Regions from separate parts of the Gossypium hirsutum genome. Here region 2 is linked to region 1. The links are chromatin contacts, called in public Hi-C maps. All regions are on one chromosome and are shown on one strand. Each heading gives the region's core, a stretch centred on a gene start, on an enhancer-like site or on the middle of the called end of the contact. The rest is flanking DNA. Distances are from core to core; before and after follow the strand shown.

Region 1 (3,784 bases), core at 499-2,998:
TTTTAAGTCATTGGATTATTAAAATTAATGTTATATGACTTTCTCTGTTCATACTACTTATACTAATCGAAAACTCTCTTTCTCCTTCTCTTTTACGATTTAATTTTTTTTTCATGAAACAACTTAGAATCTGTGAACCAAAATTTAAATAGCTTTTTTCTCCTATATCCGACATTGACCATCAAATCAGCCTGGATCTAAATTATGTTCTTTTATTCGTTGATAGATCTTGATCCACTTACCAATCATCAAATCATCACTTGGAGCTCATTGGTAGAACTTAAAAAATAATAATAATAAACTCAACAGACCAATGACTTAAATAAAACTTTTGAATAGCTTAATGACTTAAATGAAAACTTTTAAATAGTTCAGTGACCAAATTGTAACTTTTTTAGTTAAGCAACCAAAACTAAAACTTACACATAGTTTAATGACTAATGGTGTTGTATGCCCATTTAAATATTATTTATTTAAGATAAACTACACCCAATATTTTTGAACTATACGTAAGTTTACACTTTGGTTACTCAATTTCAAAAAGTTACAAAATAGTCATTAAACTATTTAAAATTTTACAATTTCATCACTCAACTTTAAAAACTTACAAAACGATTATTGAACTATTAAAAAATTTTCATTAAAGTTAAATATTAATGTAGTGGTTAAATCATTATTTTTCATATATAACATATATTAGCCTCGTAATTTCCACGTGGCTTTAAGAAAATGTTTTGAGTGTTTTTTATTTTTTATCTTTTAATGAATCAAACCTAACCTATTTTCTCTAAGAACACTAAATTGAAATTAAGGAGGTTCCTAAATATAATTTAAAGTTAGAAGATAAAACAATCACTCAAAACGTTTTTCTAAAAGCAGCATGGAAACTACCGTAACTAATATATATGATAAACGGTGATTTAACAATCACATCAACCATCTGTTAATAATTTTAATAAAAATTTTAAAATAATTTAATTAATATTTTGTAACTTTTTAAAATTAATTTCTTTCCTTTTTCTTAGAAAACACCCTAAAGATACAACGGTGAAGCTTCCATCAATCCACCTTATTTATTAATATCACTAAATTTTCAAATTGAAAAGCTAAAATATCCACCAAATCCACCTATGATTATAGTAGTATATTTTAAAGTTTAAAAAGATAAAAATTATTGATTAAATTTTAGTTCGATTGTCAATATAAAAAAAACATAAATTTAATTATAATAAAAACATATTTATTATTTTATTTAAAAGTTAAGAGGGTCTATAGACATATGTATTATATAAAAGGAAAAAAAGAACCCATAAATTATGTACATAAAAAAATGTTGTTGCAAAATCTACCTATGAAACTGTCATATTTTTCCATATTTTATTTATAATATCACATGGCAAATGCGTTGACTGATCAAGCCTAGCAAGTTCGCTAGGGCCAACACATGTGGGTCTAAAGGCAGAGACCTTTCTCCTAAATCAATCTTTTCCATTTGCACAAAGTCTAACTTCATCCAGAATATATACCAAACTTTCACACAACTTACCAAAACAACCTAGAAGTATTTATTGAAAAGGATATACACAATGACATCTAGTCTCTTATTTTTAACTTTGTGGGTTACATTAATTTTAAATTTTGATAATTTTTGCTTAGATTTTGATTTTTTTTTTAAGAAAAATGATATAGCACTATAGGATAATGTAGCATAATATCAAATCACCATTCACACGTCAAAATGAAAAAAGGTTGACTAAAGTTTATTTTATCCTTAGTAAAATAAGGAAAAAGAAGGTTCCTTACAACGCATCTCACTTTTTTCTACCCAACCTAACATATAAAGAAGACTTAAGAGCGGTTACAAATAGAAAAGATATTGCCAAGGTGTGTATGCGTCCGAGTCAACCCGGCGCAGCACAAGCTACGTTTAGCCATGGATGCCAATCAGATAGCCTACACGGTAAATGAGAGAGCCCCAGCAGTGCCCCAATGGCTAAACAAAGGAGACAATGCATGGCAAATGACAGCTTCCACTCTGGTGGGGATTCAGAGCATGCCTGGACTTGTAATCCTCTATGCTAGCATCGTCAAGAAGAAATGGGCCGTCAACTCTGCCTTCATGGCTCTTTACGCCTTCGCTGCTGTCCTTATTTGCTGGGTCCTTGTATGCTACCGCATGGCCTTCGGTGATGAACTTCTCCCTTTCTGGGGCAAGGGTGCACCCGCTCTAGGCCAAAAGTACCTCGTTATCCGAGCCAGGGTCCCTGAGAGTAGGCACAGGGTCACCACCGACCGCTATGAGACCACGGTGCCCTTTTTTCCCATGGCTTCTCTTGTATATTTCCAATTCACTTTCGCTGCTATTACCCTTATCTTGCTAGCTGGTTCAGTCCTCGGCCGCATGAATATTAAGGCCTGGATGGCTTTTGTGCCTCTATGGCTTATATTTTCATACACTGTTGGAGCTTTTAGTCTCTGGGGTGGAGGCTTTCTTTATCACTGGGGTGTCATCGATTACTCCGGTGGATATGTTATTCACCTCTCTTCTGGGATCGCCGGTCTCACAGCCGCATACTGGGTAACATAAATCAAACTATTCGTTCGTATCATCAAATTTCGTGTATAAAATTCTTACAATTTGGTAACATAAATCAAACAGGTTGGACCAAGGCTAAAGAGCGACAGAGAGAGGTTTCCCCCAAACAATGTTTTACTGATGCTTGCAGGTGCAGGGTTGCTGTGGATGGGATGGTCAGGGTTCAATGGAGGAGCCCCATATGCTGCAAATATTGACTCTTCGATAGCGGTACTCAACACAAACGTTTGTGCAGCAACCAGTCTCCTTGTGTGGACATCTCTCGATGTTGTGTTCTTTGGGAAGCCTTCCGTTATCGGAGCTGTTCAGGGAATGATGACGGGACTAGTTTGCATCACTCCAGGAGCAGGTTCGATCGTAATTCTCTATAGTACCAGGAATTTGAGAAAAAAAAGTTTAATTTGTTTCCAGTCCCTATACTTTTTGAACTTTTGAATTTTTCTCTCTCTACTTTAATTTCAAGAATTTAGTCCTTTGTACACATTCAAAGTGTTTGTTAATTTGTTGCAGGCTTGGTGCAACCTTGGGCTGCAATAGTAATGGGATTGCTTTCGGGCAGTATACCATGGGTGTCTATGATGATCCTTCACAAAAAATGCAGTTGGCTACAACAGGTAGGTGACCTAATTAAGCTACAAACTCCCTTTCTAAATTTTTTTTGTTTCATTTGCTTTTGGTTTAAGTGTGTGTGTCTCCCATTCTAAGGCTTGACTTCTGTTGCCTTTGTTTGAATATTCTCATCACTTTTCCACATTTAATCAGATATTAATTTGAAACCACCCCTACTAGTTAGAAGGTCTAGAAATTTATGATTCGGTAGGTTCTTTATTTAAAGAGCAGCTATGTGGGATATGACTGGAGTCATTGAATTTAAGACCCCCTCCCCCACCCCCACGGTTCACAGTTGCGGCCAAGGCCCCTCCAAATTATCATAACCCAATTGAGTTCATATCATTGATTACCTCCACTTTGTGAAATGATTTGACGGCTTTTTTATCGTATGTACGGATTAAAATTAAGTTTTTAAATAAACCAATTTACTTTGTACAGCTAAAAAGATGGTTCCATGAATAATCCCTCTAAGCTGATATTGTAAGAACATTCAACACTTGTTACTTGTCTTGCATTTTTCCCATTGCTTTAAAGTCGTCGTTTATGAATTAGGGAAAAAGAAAAGGCCATCGTTTA
Region 2 (4,195 bases), core at 123-2,622, 190 kb before region 1:
GTTTGTATGTTTGTCCGGTAACGCTTCGTACCTTATCCTGACCTCGGGTACGGGTAAGGGGTATTACATGATACCTACTGAAACTATGAAAGAGCATTCCCAGTGGAACCTTGGGCACCTAAGCGTAAGTAAAAAAGGAAAAAAAAAACAAACCTTCCCAAGTGGCTATTGCTGGTTCCAAGCCATAAACCATATGAATTGGTGCCCATTCATCCATGTCCTCTCCCCAAATAAAAGTGTGTTTATCAATAATCCCAGCACCCCAAGCTGTTTTGAGGGTTATTAACTCACAAGGACCTCGGGTGCGCCCCAGTCGATCTTTGTAGTACCAGCCTCCACTTCTCATGATAACTGTATCCACAAAATAACTCAAAAAATTCTAAAGCAATTTGTAGCAGAGCCAGGCAAATCAACAATGTACATTTCCACATAGAAACTAAACCACTAAAAACCACTCTCGGAACAAATACATGAACCGAACTTACAGTCATAGTAACGCTTCTCGAGCCGCTTATACCCAATAGCTTGAGCAACATCAATGGGTTTACCAGGTGGATAAGGTCTCTGGCGGAACCCCCAAAGCCCAAAAAAGAACTGTTTCGTGAAATCCCAAAACTTATCATCGCTCTCTTCTCTGGTCTTGATAGCTTTTCTAGGCATAGGCCTCCCATCCAACCCAATCACATGTGGAAGCGCTTGCCACAGTTTCTTATCTTCCTTCCTGAACGGCTCTTCATTTTCTTTAAGCTCCGTTCTATTGATCTCGTCAGCAATTTCCTCAGCTCTAGCCAAAAACTGAACCACGGGACTTGCCCTGAAATCACGCCACCATTTTTCATTCTCTTTAATTTCCTCTTCTGTTGGATTCTCTTTCTTCTCGAAAACGGGGTCCTCATCCAAAATCTTTTCGACCTCCGGAGTGTGCCTGTAATCAGGGAGGTTCTCGCATTCCCAAAAGAACTGGTCCAGCATCTGCTTGTACGGTCCGGGTGTATCGGAATCCGAGTCGGGTTTCTTGGGTTTTTTGTTGAAGGGGCTGGAGAAGTTTATAGAAGCGAAATTGGGAGAGGAAGAGAATGTTTTGGAGCGGAATGAGTGAGCGAGTGAGAGAAGGTTGATGGGTTGGATTGGGTTTTGAGGTTTCCTGAACCAACTTTCGAAGGGATTGAAGTTGATTGAAGCCATGGGGGGAGGTTTGCTTCAAAGGGTTTAGGGTTTTAGTGAGGTTAAGGGGAATGGAGTTTAGCTATTCGGCAATGGAGGAGAGCAACTGCTAACCGAGAAGATTTGGGATAGTATGTCCTTTCCAAATAACAAGAGTGAAAGGCCGAAGAGGTTTTACAAAAAAGCTTAGGCCTATTTGTTTTGAGCTATTGGATTCTCGTATGACCCAAAATATAATTGGTTACATAACCATTTTTGGGCTTTCCTTCCAATTATTTTTAGGTTATTGGATTCCACTTGTCCTTCAAACCAGCCGAGCTTGAGCTTAGATTTTTAAATTAGCTTAGATTTTTAAATTCTGATTCACTCGGCTTAAGCTTAACTTGTTTAAAAATAATATATAACGTGTCAATTTTTTTAAGACTTTTTGTAAAATAAAAAAATTTATATTGTTAATCTATTAAATATTTACTCATTCTATATTAATGTTAGTTATTTTATAATTTTTTTAAATAATAAAATAAATCATTTAGACAAATTTCACCATTCGAGCTTTTTTTTAAAAAATAGGATCTAAATCCTACCAAACTCATAAATAGTTACTCTCTCATGTATATTTTTAATAAGGAATGCTAGCAATTTAATTTCAATACAACTAATGATGGCATTAGCATATAATTTATTATAAAATTATGGCTTTATTTATAATTTAATCGTTACATTATATTCATTTTTTTACTTTGGTATTTAAATTTTTATTGTTCTATGTACTTTACAATAACAACATTTTAAAAAAAGTTGATCAATAAAAAATGTGCCACATCATTGATGACATGGCAAGTTGACAAGTGACATGGTGTATTGACCGATGACATGACAAAGTGACTAGTGATGTAGCGCATTAATTAGGCTTTGACTTGCATTGACCAATTGTTGATCAGTCAAAAAATTATTTAAAAAAATTACAAAAATTATAAATAAATTATAAAAATTAGTAAAAAAATTTAAAAATTTGTTTTGAATATATAAAATATATAAAAATATTAAAAATTTCTAAAATGTAAAAAAAAATTGTTAAACTTTTAAAAAAAATTACAATTTTTATAATTTTTTTATAAATTCTTAATATTTTTAACCATTATAAAAACTATAATTTTTTAAAATGTAAAAAATGTGAAAATCATTAAAAAATTAAAGATTGCAAAGATTATTTAAAAATTGTGAAAGTCATAAGAAATTTAAAAATTACAATAATTTTTACAATTCTTCTTGAAATTCTATTCTAATATTTGAATTCAAAGTTTAGGCTATTTACCAAAACTTCACAAGCATTTTATTGAAAAAATTTCCACTACAAAGGGAGGTGGAGGCCTAATTAACATTATAATGCATGAAATCTATCACTGCGAACCCATTCGCATAGGGATCAATCATTAATCTCTTTATTTGAATAATATTGTACTCTCTATCTTAATAATTAATTTTACAATTTTTTTAAAGAAATTAATAATTTTTAATAATTTTTAATAATTTTTAAAGAATTTTTAAATTTTTCCAGGAAATTTTACAACTTTTTAATAGTTTTAAATAATTTTTACATGTTTTTTATATAATTAAATAAATTTTAAGATTTTCTAAATAATTTTTACTAAGTTCTATATTTTTTTATAATTTTTGCAAGTTTTTTATTTTAAATAAAATTTAAAAAATTTTGATGATTTTTTTATTGGTTTACATGCCACATCATCATCGATCAACACGTCATATCACTAATTAACTTACCATGTCATCGATGATGTGACATGTTTTAATTGGATGACTATTTTTTTAATGCCGTTAGTTGTGAGGTACTAAAACGAGTAACGACACAAAGTTTAAGTACTAAAATAGGACTAAAAAAATTTAGATACCAAAATAAAATAAAATAAAAAGTATAATTTAGAGGCCCGTGACCATTGCACAAGATGTACCCCATGGAGGTCTGTCGATAAGATGGGGATCATTTAGCCCACGAGAGCTGGCTCGATTTAAGGAACTGATGGAGAAGCCTATCAGATTGAAGCCTGGTTGGCCTAATAGCGAAGATATGACAACTTAAGCAATTATGGTAACTAATCTTAAAGATAGAGGGAATCATATATTGTAAGATTAGATAGGATTCGATATGGCAATATCTTGTAAATCCCTTAAATCATGGGATATGGTTAATCTTGTCCGTCGATGTGAATGTATCTTGTCCGTCGGTTTTGGGGGAGCTCAACTATAAATAGAGAGCCTCCCCCTCACTTGTAAATCATCCATTGTATTTGAGAATTCTTAAAAGTAATAGAGTTCTGAGAGCATTTACTCAAACACCTTGTGTGCGATCTTTTCTGTGGCTTTCTGTTGTTCTTATAAGCTTCTTTTGGCACAAGTTTGCTTCCGCTATACGAGTTGGTGCCTTGGAGGAGTTCTTAAGGAATCCTCATTTGAGTAAAGGCTGATTTGGGCGAGTTTGGACGAGCAAATCGCCTAAGGCCGCACGGATTGCGAGACGAAAGGTCTAACCCCGTGACAGTTGTGAGGTACTAAAACGAGTAACGACAAAAAGTTTAAGTACTAAAATAGGACTAAAAAAATTTAGATACCAAAATAAAATAAAAAAAGTATAATTTAGAGGCTAAATCGTGAATAATGCCTAAAATTATTGAGTAAATAAATTATTTACACACTTTAAATTTTATTTGTTTGAACCTCATCATTAGGTCCATTGATCAAAAGTAATCACTCATTTTCAAGAGATGAGATCAATCCGCAAGTTTAACCTGTATAAAAATATTTATGCTTCGATGTATGAATTGTAATATCCCGAAATAGGGCCTAAACGGAATAGTGGTTGCGAAACCACAAATCTAAGGAAGAAAAATTTATTTTATTATTATTTTGAGGTTCATGGTATGATTGAATGATTGTGTGAAAATTTCGTGATGAAATTCTATGCATAAAGTGATTAAGTTGAGGTTAGGGACTAAATCGAATAATTTGCAAAACT

Evidence for each region. Hi-C and Micro-C count contacts between places; a contact is called where the count stands out from the background.
Region 2: a Hi-C map of leaf shows a contact between it and region 1, with 4 times the contacts expected there. The contact joins the promoter of LOC107943205 here to the promoter of LOC107948950 in region 1. A contact is called at or near these places in 2 of 34 Hi-C or Micro-C datasets (leaf and petal).

The regions. Positions count from the first base shown.
Region 1 is chrA04:78,311,749-78,315,532 of Gossypium_hirsutum_v2.1, reverse strand. It overlaps LOC107948950 (ammonium transporter 2), which reads left to right and starts at 1,748. Exons shown (of 4, transcript XM_041111424.1): 1 at 1,748-2,578; 2 at 2,660-2,945; 3 at 3,107-3,210. The coding sequence starts at 1,934.
Region 2 is chrA04:78,500,149-78,504,343 of Gossypium_hirsutum_v2.1, reverse strand. It overlaps LOC107943205 (protein TIC 56, chloroplastic), which reads right to left and starts at 1,372. Exons shown (of 5, transcript XM_016876949.2): 1 at 486-1,372; 2 at 154-351. The coding sequence starts at 1,185.